Regions from separate parts of the Sus scrofa genome. Here region 1 is linked to region 2. Evidence: chromatin contacts called from public Hi-C data. All regions are on one chromosome and are shown on one strand. Each heading gives the region's core, a stretch centred on a gene start, on an enhancer-like site or on the middle of the called end of the contact. The rest is flanking DNA. Distances are from core to core; before and after follow the strand shown. Region 1 overlaps RORA (nuclear receptor ROR-alpha). Region 2 overlaps RORA (nuclear receptor ROR-alpha).

Region 1 (6,476 bases), core at 3,727-6,226, 260 kb before region 2:
CAGGGAATTTCAATAAAAGCTCAGAATTCCAGATTATTTTGAAAAAAAAAAAAAATCAAAAGACCTGGCAATGGTGGACCAGTTATTCTAAATGGTGACAGTTGGTCAGAGCCAAGGGAGGTGGCTCACTCCAGATGGCACATGTGCTGTCCAGTGGCCCAGGTGCTTCTTCTATCCGCCTCGTTCATATCACCTGCCTAGGGGCACTAAACATTTGGGTTTGTGCCTTCTCTTTTAAAAAGATGCCCTCTTTCAACAGTAAGCATCTTTCTAACTTTGCAAGCAACATAGATTAACATCCACAAGTTAATTTATACTGATGATCTCTGGCTTCTTTTGCTAGTTTACTTTACTCCATTTTTCTGCCTCTCATGCCGGTGAGGTGTTCCATTTATATCTTTATTAAAAAGTGAAGATAAGTACCTTTAAGTAAAAGGTATTTGGGTTGAAAATGTGGAAGTCACGTGTGAGGGGCCCACAGTGAACATGAGGTGAAGAACGTGCTCGCTGGCAGGATTTCTCAACCTCAGCACTATTGACATTTAGGGCTGGATAATTATTTACCTTGGGAAGCTGCCCTGGACATTGTAGAATGTTTAGCAGCATCCCTGGCCTCTACCCACTGGATGCTGGTGGCGCTTTCCAGTTGTGATAATCAAACGTGTCTCCAGACATTGACACATGTCCCCTAGGGGATCAAATTCACTTCCAGTTGAGAACTGCTGCTCTGTGGGGAAGAGAGTTTCCAGGAAAATAATCTCTGGGTAGAAGAGTCATGTTCTGCTGGAAAATGGACAGTCTGATGCCTTGTATCTGTTCCGTTACTTTTTTTTTTTTCCCCCAGGGCTGCACCTGCAGCAAATGGAAGTTCCCAGGCCAGGGGTCTAATCGGAGCTGCAGCTGCTGGGATCTGCCACAGTCACAGCAATGCGGGATCCTTAACCCACCGAGCGAGGCCAGGGATCGAACCCAAATCCTCATGGATATTAGGTTTGTAACGCACTGAGGCACAATGGGAACTCCTGGCTCCTGCTGTTACTGCTGCCCTGAGCATCCTTCCATTCTGCCCAAACTTGTCCCACCCGCAGGGAGGCAGAGTGGCCAGGCAGCCTCAGGTAGTGATGCCAAAATAGGCCCCAAAGGCCTCTCCTAACCTGCGAGAACCTTCAAACCCCTCCAAGAGGCAGCGGAGCAGTGAAGACTCCTCTTCCTCTGCTCTCCATTATTGATGTAGTTCAGGGAAAGAAGCCAGGAACTTGCATGATTTACTCTCAAGACCCAAACCTCCCCGTTCACACATCCTGGCCAAGTGTGGTGTCAGAATATACCTCTGAAGACAGATGAGACAGGAGGGGGCATGTCCATTCTGGGTGTCCCTGCAGAGAACAGGGTTTTTGGGTGGGAGTGGCCAGGTACAGCTCTCAGGACACATCAGCCCACTTCCAGGGTCTCCCTATCCTCCAACTCGAAGGCCTTTGACTCAGAGCTCACTTATCTGACTGCCTCCTTCATTTTTCCTGTCATTTAAGTTTATCTTGAATCGAAGCATTATTTTTCTATTAGCAACCCATTAGGATGTTTTGCGTGCCTTCCTCATGTGAGTAAAAACAGATTCGCTTCTTTTGTAGGGGAAGAGAGGGCAACTGTTGAATGACAAAGCCAAGAGGTAGGTAAAAGTTGACAGAAGAGCTGCGATATTTTTCATATGGATTTCAGGTTGGAATGGTTTTGAACTAAGATAAAAAAATATCAAGGTATTTTTGCTATGGTATTTCCTGGAGTGTAAAATAGGTAGGTTGATGATACTTTACAAAGTCCTACTTTTGTGGTTAGTGCTTTTCACACTTCTTTCTTCTGGCATCTAGAATCTAATCATTTCTCTCTGGGGAGAGGAGCTATATAGAAAAAATTGGTTGAATTAAACTATTCAGTGAACGTGGCTTGTTCCTCTTGCATCCCTTCTTAAAGGCAACCAAAGGCTCCATTTTTTAAAACTAAATTCAAGTCTTCTTCCAATGTTTAGCAAATAGGGAATAGATGCTTAATATGGCTTGACTCATGACAACAGGGATTATTCTGGTCTTCATGATCATGTGGTGGAGGGGTAATGGGTAAAAGTAAAAACAGGACAACAGCAAAGATAAATGACAATTGGTCTTCTCATTCGGTAAACAATGAGTAAATGAAATAGCAGTCACCTCTGCAAACAGAGATCATGCTTATCGTAAGGACAGTCCGAAAGGATGAGCCGGCTTGAACAGGGGGAGGATGAACAATGCAGGGGTAAGAGAGGGACAAGGACAAGGAGGGTTTTGAGTAAGTTAAACCTCCTGGTGACAAAGAGGGACAGAGAGCAAGGCTGGGCAGCTGAAACATCCTTTTATTCACAAATCAATGGAAACTATTCAAGCCGACAAGGTTTGATTTAGCAGATATTAACTGCAGCTAAAGAGATGCAAATACGTCAGCGAATGGAGAGTAAGATAAACAGGAGAAACCCACACTGGCTAGAAAAGGAGAAGAGAACAGAGACTGACATTTAGAGACCAGATTAAAAGGACAGGAAAAACTAGGGAAAAGTAAGATGATGTAAAAGTGACATCCTTAAGACGAAGGGAGGTGAAGGGAACAGATCCAGCACAACCCTTGCATATCAGACTCTGAGAAAAGAGAGAGGATAACTGAGCATGGACCACAGGTCACACGAATGCAGCACAGGCACTCGATAACCATTTGTTGAATAACGAAACATTTACACAAAGTTCCTTCCTTGCTGGATATGATGACTCGTTATGATTTTATACAGTATTGACTTAATAAGCTTTTGCCCTTTGGAGATGGTGAAAACCACGGACGGTTTTTAATGATTTTAAAACATCTATCTATTTAGAGAAATTTCTATGAGCCTCATCTCGTACCCTTGACGCTGGTCCTGTCATAGATTCAATTAGAAGGTCATGCTACAGTAGCTGGAGCACTGGACTGACAGACAGGAGACCGAGATTCCAAAATTGGCTTTGCTGGGAAGTGGCTGACGCAGGGCCAGCCACTTAACCTTTCTGAGTTTCTGTTTCCTCTGGAGTAAGGAGAGTGGCCCAGATGAGATAACCCTCAGGACCCTCCTGTGATCCTCCACACACCATCCAGCCCATTACCATGGTAATCACGTCTTTGACTGTTTCTTTCCTGCCTCATCTGTCCTGGGTTGAGTGACAGATAAAAGTCCTCTTTTCTATACTCTCCTCATCTTGCCTGCTTGTGGCTTGTCAACAGTACTTTATATAATCAATTCTGGAAATGTTTACCCATCTGCATTATCTGAGGGTTGTTATTTACTGTTCCTCTTATTTTTTTTTCCCCTTGGGGAGGAATTTCGATGTCTCTCTCACAGAGAGACCACAGCAAACAACAAGGATAGATTTTCACAATACTCAGCAGGAAGGGACGCTGTTTTGCTGGCTTCTCTGACAGTCTGAATTCATTGGGAGGGTACATGTGAATTGGTTTCCTGTGTTTTTCTGTGTTTTCAAGCCTGGGTCTTCTCTGTGCTGTTACTCTTAGCTGGAATTAATTTTTGTCCCTTTTCTAGGAAAATATAAATAATTACGCAGTCAGTCTTTTGGATAAAAATGTATGGCTTCATTACCAAAGAGTTAAATAGATCTAACACATCACTTACAGCACTCTCTGATATAATAACATTCCATGTAAACTCTCTGCAGTACTTGAAGATGAAGCATGAAAAGTGAAAAAAACAAGCAAACAACAACAACAACAAAACCCTAGAAGTAAGGAGATTGATTCTAGTCCTTACCCTGCCACTAGCTTAACCTGGGCAGGGTATTTCATCTCCCAACTACCTCCTATGCAAAGTAAACAGATTGGACCAGATGACTTCTAAAGTTTCTATGTGTCGAATAGTCTATAAAATGACCAACTAGCTAAGGGACTCTGGTTTACAGCTATGACACCTTTCACCATCCAAATTCTGCTCCCAGCTGAGTTTTCAACATTCACTCATCAGAACACTGTGCCAACTCATAAACTGACCTCGTCATTTTTCTGGTTAAAATGTCATAATCCACGCCAATGCGCAGAGTGTGAGGGTGCATGATGTAAATAGAATAAATGCCCCAACTTGAACATACCAGAGGTCATAAATGCCAGGACTCATAAATGCCAGGTGTGCAGGGAAGCCTCACCTCTAAGTTCCATGCAGGAGGTTTCATAGGTCTGCAGAAAAGATGCTAGATGTGCCCTCCTCTGTTCCTCAACAACCGTAAAATGACACAGCAAGGCTGAATAGCCTTCAATGCAGAAAGCAGCTCAGTAGAAACTGGATATAATGGCGACTCACTGGTTGGAGAAGAGGTGGCCCTGTACTTCACAGGCCTCTTCTAGGGCAAGGAGGGGAGAATGACTTGGAAATTTGCATGGCCAGGGGAACCCCCCACCTGGCCCAGCACCTGAGTCACAAAAGGAGCGTGATACCTCATATTGCCATAGTCTACTGGAGCCTTCCCAAACTCTTGGCTATTTTGAGCATATCCAACCACTAGAAATGCAGGAGTCCAAATCACAGGGCGTGATAAGCCATGGCTACTCCAGACAGCTGGACTGCCCTGCCTTTGTCATGTATAGCCAGACCAAAAGAGTGGCATTTATGGCATACTTCCTCCCACTGCCTTTTTTTTTTTTAAATCTATAGATAATACCAATAATAAAACTACATCATGAAGCACTCAGTGACAGGCCCAGCACCTTACACATATGATCTCATTTAGTCCTCAAAACAGCCCACCAAGGGGATGCCATTATTGTCCTCATTGATGGTGAGAGAGGTAAGGATCTATCCCATGGTAAGGGCGTCAGATCACTTTTCTTCTGGATAAATCTGCCAAGTGCCAAGTCTTGATCTTGAACACAGGAGGGGGAAACAACCCGCGAGGCAGCTGGCAATGCTATTTACTTCTTCACAGTTTGGGCCTAAGTCCTGACGAACACATATTAAATTACTAAGCGTATCTTTAAATAAATGTGTGCTACAGCTTCTCAAATTCAAAAACAATCTCCCATGTCATAATTACACTGGCTGTGACACGAGCCTCGCCGAGAGTGGATTTTTATTTTAACAAGCTTGAGTAGGTGCACGAGTGTGGGCTGAGCTTTTTGCTCGCTAGTCAATACTTGAAAGCTGGCTGCAACCTTTAATTGAAGCATGCGCCTGTAGCACCAACAGGGCTACAGGGTTTCTAGTATCAAAGACACGCTCCTCCATCCTTTCATGGCCTTACTTCTGTAAGCAGCATGATTGAACTGCGGCACCACAGAAACTTGTTTTTCCTCCTCCTGGCAGCGCAAGCCAAAACACTACTGCCCCATTCATCTCAACAACATCATAATGAAGTCCTGGAATCAATTTATAACAAGCAAAGTGCACGAATCCATTGAAGGAGTCTGCTGGCGGATGCCTTTCATATATCTCTGCACAGCCCATGAGAGGCAAAGTGTCCACGCAGAAATCCAAATCATACCAGAGAAGGGTCTTTTGCTACATCCAGAAATCTTCCCCCACCCCCCATTCCCTGAAAAGATTAAGGGAGAAGGAAGATACTGAGAACATCTAATTGTTGCTGGTGATTCCACGTGCCTTAAAAATGTGGGGCGATCTGCCCGAGTGGCTTACCATCGCCTTCGTTACAAAGAACAACTTCTTTAGAAGGAAACGGGAGCTTTTCAAGGTCTGAACCCCATTGACCTCCTATAGCTGCCTCATTTCCTACAGTCCCTACAGGCAACAGGGAACTGCTTGCCACCCCCAAACTTGTCTCTCTCCCTGTCTAACCTCTAGAGAATTTTCACAAGCACTATCCTTGGATGGAAATACCTGCCTTTGCGTCAAAGCTCAGCTAAGCCTTTGCCCCGCCCAGGAAGCTGTGCCTAACCCCTGAGTCTGATTAGGGCTCCTCCTGTGTGCTCCCAACATACACCCATCACTCCAATCTGGCATTTAAATGGGGTCATGATTTTATTTCTGTCTCGGGTCTTCAGTGGCCTGTGAACTCCTTGAAGGCATGGATTATCTCTTTCTTCCCTCTGCGTCTAGCCCTTCGTATAGTCACTGCCACACAGCAGATGCTCTATAAATAGGTGTTCATATTTGCCTATGTCCCGCTCCACCAGAGTTCTGAAGGAGCCTGCAAACCCCAGTTTGTACCCAGTTTGAGTCTGGAACAATGTATCTTTTGAAGACTTCCATGGGGCAGTGCTGTTGGGTCAGAGTAGCAAGGAAATTAGAAACATGGGCTTGGGGGTGAGGCAGGCTTGGCCTCCAGGGGCATCTCTGCAGTCATGGGCAGGATGCTCTACCTTGGAGGCAGGTGAGAGGCTCACATGCACGTGAAACTCGGGAATCTGCTTCCCCGCGCTTGGCACAGAGGAAGCACTTTAAAGATGGCAGCTTTAGTTAGCATCTG
Region 2 (7,293 bases), core at 3,917-6,416:
AAGTCCCCTCCACCTCACTCCAAGACACTGTCACTTGCAGCACCATTTTGATCTTTTATTTCTTCAAACACACCAGGAACTCTCTCTCTCCTTGGGTCTTTAACAAGTTGCCTTTGCAAACCTCTTCTTTCCTGTCCTTACCTCCAGCTTTCAGGTAGGTGGTACCTCTTTCCCTAGCCCTCTTGCCAAATCCTTGGTTTCCTGGGCCAAAGCACTTGGCAGAGGGCAGAGCACCTGCCTGTTGAATTCCAGGTCTGCCCATGAAACTGGGTGGGAGCACAAGGTATGCCTATCCTGTGCCCTCAGTCTGCACATAGTAGGGGCTTGATCAGTATTTGCTGAATGCATGCAAGCATAGAATTTCACTCTTTCTTCTCTTTTGCTTCATTTCCTTATATTTGATGCCCCAATTTCCACCCTAATCCTTTCCTATTCCTCCTCTTTATCAATCACGAGCAAGGAAAATGGATAAAGAGGGAGAAAGGAAAAGAAGGAGTAGATTCCTAAAAGGGGAGAAAGACTACAGGTGGGAAGGATGAGGAACGAGGCAAAATGAGAAAGGAAAAGGAACATCTGGGAGGGGACGATCTGAAATGAAAGGTGGTGACAAGTCCATGGATTCTAACATGTAAAGGTGAGATTAAAACTACCCTTAAATTTTCTTTCTCAGGAATTCTCACCTATGAGAATGGGGAGGGCGGGGAGAAGCTGTAAGGATACTTTACATATGTTATCGCCTTTCTAATTCTGCCCACTCTATTAGACAGTAATTATTGCTTCAGGTAACAGAGGAAGGCAGGGAAGCTCAGAAAGGTAGAGGCCCCTGCTCAAGGGTGCACAGCAATAAGTGGCAAAGCCCAACACGAAACCTCAATGTGTCTGAATCCCAACTGTCCATTTAGAAAAGCAGGATCCCCACTCCACTGATGGAGCATTCTTCCTCTGGGGCTCTAGGGCCACCAAGTGTCCTTTCTCTTTGAGATGCAGAAGAGAAAGGCAGTAATGTAACTAAAAAGAGAAAAAAAAAAAAGAAAGAAAAAGCTTAGCATCCAGTTATGTGTTAAATGCTGCACTTTGAAGAATGGTTTTTAACTTTTGCCTGAAACAAACAAAAAATTCCTCTTTTCTTTCATCAGAGTGAAAATGAATTGAACTGATTTTCCTTGGCTCTTGGTTTGTCTTTCCTATTATTAGGTACATGTCTTGGAGCCCTTCTGCGTAAATAGGTCCGGCAAGAAAGTTGTTAATTCCTCATCATGGCAAAATTTTCTGCCGTGGATTGGGTCTGGCAGACAGAACTGTGTTTGTGGATTTTTGCAAAAGCAGCACAACAAAGCCCAACAGCATACACCCTCCATCACCATTTGCCTTTTGGAAGGCTCTGTGACATCAATTAATAGATGCCAGCAGTCCAGATGCTTACTGACATCTAAATAACTTAGTCGCACTCTGTGGTTTTCTAGATCTAAATTCCCCTTGCCTTTGGGGAATGAAATTAAAAACAAAAGTCCTGCACAGAACAGGAAATGGTCTTGTCTTTGATTTATGTTATTACTGGAACTGTGGTCCTTGAAAGCAATTCCATCACTACCATAATGAGGACGAAGATGCAGTTAACTAGTCAACCCTTCAGGAGCGTGCTCTGATGCTCTTGAACTCTTCATGAAACAATGATGTACAAAAAGGGGGAAAGGTTTTAAAATAACACCACGATACAGACACTTATCCTCAGCAGGGTGAATCAAGGGCTAGAATATCATGTGTAAGAGAAGCAAGTTGATCATCAATAATAACAAGTTTCTTCTAAAACTACTAGGTAACTTTGCCTTTCTTACTCCTGGGCCTAGCTTTGAAAAGGGAAGAGAGAACCGAAGCCTATCTGTGATTCAATCAGAAAATGCAAATGAGGTCAAGTTTCTTACAGGCTCGTGAGATTTCCCTAGAGAAATTTCCACAGCGTCTAGGCTGCTGCCGGTGCCCTTTGGAGGCTGGGGCTTGTCTGCGGAGAGAAAGGCAGGCAGTGAGAGCCCCTCCTTCTTTCCGGGGACCTCTGGCTGCTGGGCACTTGAATACCAATAAAGGACTTGTGAGAGTTTGGGGAATACTATCGGTGGGGGGTTGAGGTCCAGCCAGACCCACACAGGAAAAGGTGGCCTTTTCGTGGGTGGGGCTCACAGCCCGCCTCTTTATCCTTTCTCAGAGTAAGGACCCTCCACCCCCGAATGGGGCAGGAGGGAGGCTCCCTGCGGAGAAAGGATTCTAGAAGCATCCTGTCTGCTACTAGGATGGTGACTCTGCTCCGGTGAACTCTCCAGGGTGTCCGGAAAGGAAATCTCTCTCACACAACCCCTCCCCTCTCTGACAATCTAAACGGAAAAAGTGTGAGTGTGTGTGTGTGTGTGTGTGTGTGTGTGTGTTTCACACGGCTCAGTCCTCCCCTGGCCACAGGAGTCTGAAGCCATCCTGATATCTTAAGATTGGGAAACTCTTCATTTGGGAAAAGCTGACAAGTGATGCTGCAAGTCAGGACGCTGTCCTCTGCCTTCCAGCGACCTAAGGCTGGCTCAGGGAATTTATAGGGTTTCTCTTTGCTCCAACAGGTTGCAGCATGTGTGTCAAAAGCAGCCTGTTGTTTTTTTTTTTCTTCCCAGAGATAGGTAAACATTGTCCATCCAAACTATATGCCAGTTCCCCTAAGTTATAAAAGGCTAGACAGTATCAGAAGCTGGCCCTCAAGGGGTTGAGAAAAACGGGAGCCAGAGCCCCCCAGCTCTGAGCAAGCCAGAGGTCTCACAGAAAGCAAACCCTGGATTAAACATTTCACCCATGGGAAAGAGTTGGTGAGAATGAAGCCTGCATTGCTTGAAGGGGGTTTAAGATTTGAGGTCAAAAAGGTGCATTCTCTTTCCCAGAAAAAAATTTTTTTAATGATTTTTTTTAGCTAAATGTGGCCCTTCTGGCCTATAGCTTTCACACTGAGAATGAGCACAGGAGGTGAGGGAGGAGGGGGCAGGGGTACAGTTCTGACAGGAAACGTGGAGGAAAACAACACAGGTTTCCCCTAAGCTGTGAAAACTGCACATCTGGAGGTCCCGATTCAGATTTTCAGCCCGCTTTGGCTCAGCTTTTCCTTGCTGAGCATCCCTGGACCACGGATGGGCCTCTCAAAGTGCAGTTGCCGTTTACAGACATGAGCATGTCGGACGTGGCGGGGGTGGGGGGGGGGGAGGGCTCGTGAAAATGCACATCCCCAGGTCTTGCCCTGAAGGATGCTGGGTGTGGTCAGCGGGAGGAGACGTGGGAAGGAGATAGTGATCTTCACCTCAGCCCACCCCAGCTCTACTGTCCCAAGATGCTAGACTTTCTGGGAAGGAGCACCATCAGAACTGCATCTCCCTCACCTCTGCCAGGTATCAATGGCCTTGGCCATGACTGGCTACTCTCATCAGTCCCCCAAAGAGCTCAAAAGTAGGACCAGTTGTCTGTACAAGGCGTTTATCCTCCACTGAAGATGCCTTCAGTGCCTCCAGGTTCTTTGATCACTGGTGGTGGTGGGTACCCCCCTCCGGCCAGCTCCTACCTTGCTGAAGCTTCCCTTTACCCCCTGCTCCCTGCAGTTGGCCCTTTCCTTCAGGGTGGCCTCTGATTTGTTCCTCTGATCAGCATGATGCGATCTGCTTCTTGGCTGTTTGGGTTGGGGGCTTCTAGCCTCTGTGCTTCACTCCCTGAACTGCCCAGGTCCTAGTGCTGGGGGGGCTTAAAACCATCGGCCTTGTGGAAAGGCGGGGGCTCACAAGAAAAGGACAGCCTTCTAAACCTTTTTCCCACCACCAAAGTAACCCAAAGGCTTCTGATCACTCAGCACGTTTACACCCTGCCCCTGAAATAACCCCTCCCTCCACTTGCCTTTCCCAGAGGCTTGGGGACATGCTTATTATTTCCTGTCATACTCCAATCATTTGTATTCATCTTTCCTCCAAGCCTAGGCTATGAGCTCTACATTGCCCAGGACTGTGTCTTATTCATCTTTGCATCCCTAGCAGCTAGTGTGGGGTCCTCATGATGCTGATAGAAACACTCACTGAGTCCCTGTTATTGGGCAGACCCTGTGCTAGCTGCTTTCAGGCCATGTGCCACCTCATCCTCATAACAACTCTCCAGGAGCCACACTTGCATTAATCCCATGCAAATAAATGAGGCCAAAGAGTTTAGGTCACAAAGTCTAAAGTCACACAGCGAGTAAGGGGTTGGATGGATTAGGTTAGGAATGGAATCCAAGCAGTCTGACTCCTGAATTCCATAGTAAGAGCTCATTCAAAGTTTGCTCAATAAATAAAGGAAATAGGAACAAATGAGAAAGAGGAAGCAGCCACAGAAGCATTGCATGTTGGAGCCAAAAGGCATTGCGAGACCATTCAGTCCAAATCTTGATTTTATTGCTAGAGAAACCGAGGGTCAGAGCAGTGAAACAAGGTGTCTGAGTAAAACAGTCTGGCAGTTAGGGGCCCCCAGGCTGCAGAACTGGGTCAGAATACAACCCTTCCACCTATTATCTGTGCGAGCCTGGGAAAGTTACTTAGCCTCCTGGTTCCTCAGTTTCTTCATCTATAGAATGGATGATAATACCAGAATCCATCTCATTGTTTCATTGTGAGGACTAAGTAAGATGTCTTACATTCTCACAACAGTGCCTTTCAATGTCATTATGGATAGAATCACAAGGCTTGGGGCTGACAACAGACTTACAAGTCAACAAGTCCAACTTGAATTTTATCAAGGAGGAAATGGAACTTCAGTTTTGTGTTCCCTTCCCAATGAGAATGGCTCGAATTTGATCATTTAAAAAAAGGATGGTGATCTCCTAGTTCAATTGCCCTCATTCTGCAATCAAAGATGCTGTAGCCCAAGGAGGCAGATGACTTGCCAAAGTCTCCACCTCATTGGAGCAGAGCTGGAAGTAAACCTGGGTCTCCTGACTCCAGCTGCACCACCACAGAACCACGAGTCAGCCCATTCCCCACCTCCCACTTGTCCCAGGCTCCTTGGCTCGGGGTGAGAGAGTCCAACCGTCCATGACTCAAGTTTACTAGAAACACTCCATGCTGGAGCTCAAATTCACAGCAGGCAAGGCCGTCAAGATCCAGTTCTTTCATATGACGGGTGGGTCAAATGACAGAATCATATTGCAACTGGGGACTTGTGAGACCCACACTGAAAGAAGGCAGAACTCCCCACCACTAGGCTGACGGATGAGTGAGTGAGTCAGCATTTGAGTTGCAAACTATCCAAGGATATATACTGTAGCCAGCGCTCGGCAAGCAACACTCTCCCTTCCTGGTGCCATCTAGCATCAGTACTTCTTTATCCCTGACGTGCGTGAGGTGCCTTTGAAAATGCAGATGCCCAGTCTCCCAGCCCAGAATGATAACAGACTCTCTTATTTTTTTTTTCCTGTCCTTTTTATGGCTGCACCCATGGTATATGGAGGTTCCTGGGCTAGGAGTTGAATCAGAGCTATAGCTGCCGGCCTACAGCACACCCACAGCAACACGGGGTCTGATCTGCATCTGTGGCTCATGACAACATCAGATCCTTAACTCACTGAGTGAGGCCAGGGATAGAACTCACATCCTCATGAATACTAGTCAGGTTCAGACAGAGACTCCCAAGGGAATTCTTCTCTTACTGTTTTTTAAGGGCCAGGCATCATCATTTTTTAAAGGTTTCCGAGTGCTTCTAATGTGTGCTGAGATAATCCCTAAGGCAAGCGAAATGTCCTCCACTCATAATATACTAGAGTAGGGGTTCTCAGAGGGTGGTCCTCAAACCAGCAGCATAACTTGGGGACTTGCTAGAAAGCCAGATTCCACATTAGGTGCCTTCGATCATTTTCTCTCCTAGTACTCTGCTGTTAGTTTTCCTAACAGTCAGCAATTATTTCTTTAATGATTTAATGTCCTTGACTATCCCCGCCTCCAGAAGGCATGCTTCATGAATGGAGGTTCTGACCATGGTTGCTGTCTTACTCAGAATGCCTGACATATGGTGGGCTCAGTGGGAGTGAGGGGGAGGGCTTAACAAATTTAGATTCAACGAATGAATGAATGCTAGGTATGTAGAGGCAAGAGAGATGTATTATCAAAATTTTCATTGCTGTAGCCGTATTGAGTAGAATGCAGGCATTTATAACACATGCTTTATCTCTTTCAGAAACAAGCAAGTAAGTTCAACTCTAGGTAGGAGGCAACTAGGAAATTTTAGACAACTATCAGGAAAAGGAAAAGACAAAAAAGAAGTGAAGAATCAATATTGACAAGAAAAAAAATCAATGTAATAACTTTGGCCCAAAGACTGCCTGTGCTTAAGATAAGACTGCGGCTTTAGGTCAGGTCCCTAACTATTTATTAATGTAGCTTTGGGGCAGCCAGCCTATTAATAAGCATTTCGTGAAAAATAATGACATTTAAGATGGCGTTCCTGGCCTTTAAATTGATGTGAAAACAGAGCTTATTGATACGGAATTATAAAGCAGATAAGGTCAGTTAGTAAATAGGGAAGTATGATTTCAACTATGCAGGTATATTGAATGCTGACATGCATGAGCTCTGGTCAGATCAGCTGTCCTGATTCAGGTTCAGGGAAGAGCCAAGGAAAAGATCCACAGAGAGAGGGCACAGGATGAGTTGGCATCCTCAGGCGAGCTTTTGTGGAAAAGGAAAAGGTCTGGGTCATGGAAACATTCTTGACTCAGCCAGGCGCTTGGAAGTTAACTTAGTCAACATTTCTTCCGAGTGTTGCATGGAGAACAGGCCTCATCTAAGAAGTCAAGATAAACTTTGTTCTTGGATGGGATGTGAGGGTTCAAATGAGGAGAAACAATTGTCTCTGTGAGCCTTAAAGACCGTTTTGCTGAAAGAGGCCAACTGGCTCTTTTCATAGACATCTTCCCTTGTAAAAGGGATCCTAAAGTGCCAGCTACTGGGGTGTTACATTCAATAATAAAGGCCATGTTTCAAAACTTAGTGGGCTAGTGGCCCTATGTGGTAGTGATTAAAGCAGACTGGCTGGATTCAGATCTCAGCTCTGCCACCTCATAGCTGGAAAAATTGATACCCTGGAAAAATGACATAACCTCTCTTTGCCTCAGTTTCCCCATTTGCAAAATGGACCTAATAACAGGACCTTGCTTGTATGGTTGTTACTGTGAAAATGAAGGGAGGTAATTTACATAAGATTTCAGAAGAGTACCTGACACATAAGAAAAGCAACGGGAGTATTCGGAATCACAATTCA

Evidence for each region. A called contact is a pair of places that touch in the nucleus more often than the background predicts.
Region 1: a contact with region 2 is called in a Hi-C map of skeletal muscle, with 4 times the contacts expected there. The contact joins two enhancer-like sites. A contact is called at or near these places in 4 of 47 Hi-C or Micro-C datasets (embryonic fibroblasts, heart right ventricle, psoas muscle and 1 more) and 1 of 2 datasets of contacts at active chromatin or transcription factors (skeletal muscle).

What each region holds. Positions count from the first base shown.
Region 1 is chr1:111,394,346-111,400,821 of Sscrofa11.1, reverse strand. All of the region lies in intron 2 of RORA (nuclear receptor ROR-alpha), which reads right to left. Among named protein-coding and RNA genes, the nearest start is that of ICE2, 92 kb to the left of the region's middle. Within about 2 kb of position 4,976, at least 3 of the 83 cell types and tissues checked have an H3K27ac peak or open chromatin away from gene starts, as enhancers often do. A contact at or near this core is called in skeletal muscle, where this site is marked.
Region 2 is chr1:111,136,299-111,143,591 of Sscrofa11.1, reverse strand. All of the region lies in intron 1 of RORA (nuclear receptor ROR-alpha), which reads right to left. Among named protein-coding and RNA genes, the nearest start is that of ICE2, 350 kb to the left of the region's middle. Within about 2 kb of position 5,166, at least 2 of the 83 cell types and tissues checked have an H3K27ac peak or open chromatin away from gene starts, as enhancers often do. A contact at or near this core is called in skeletal muscle, where this site is marked.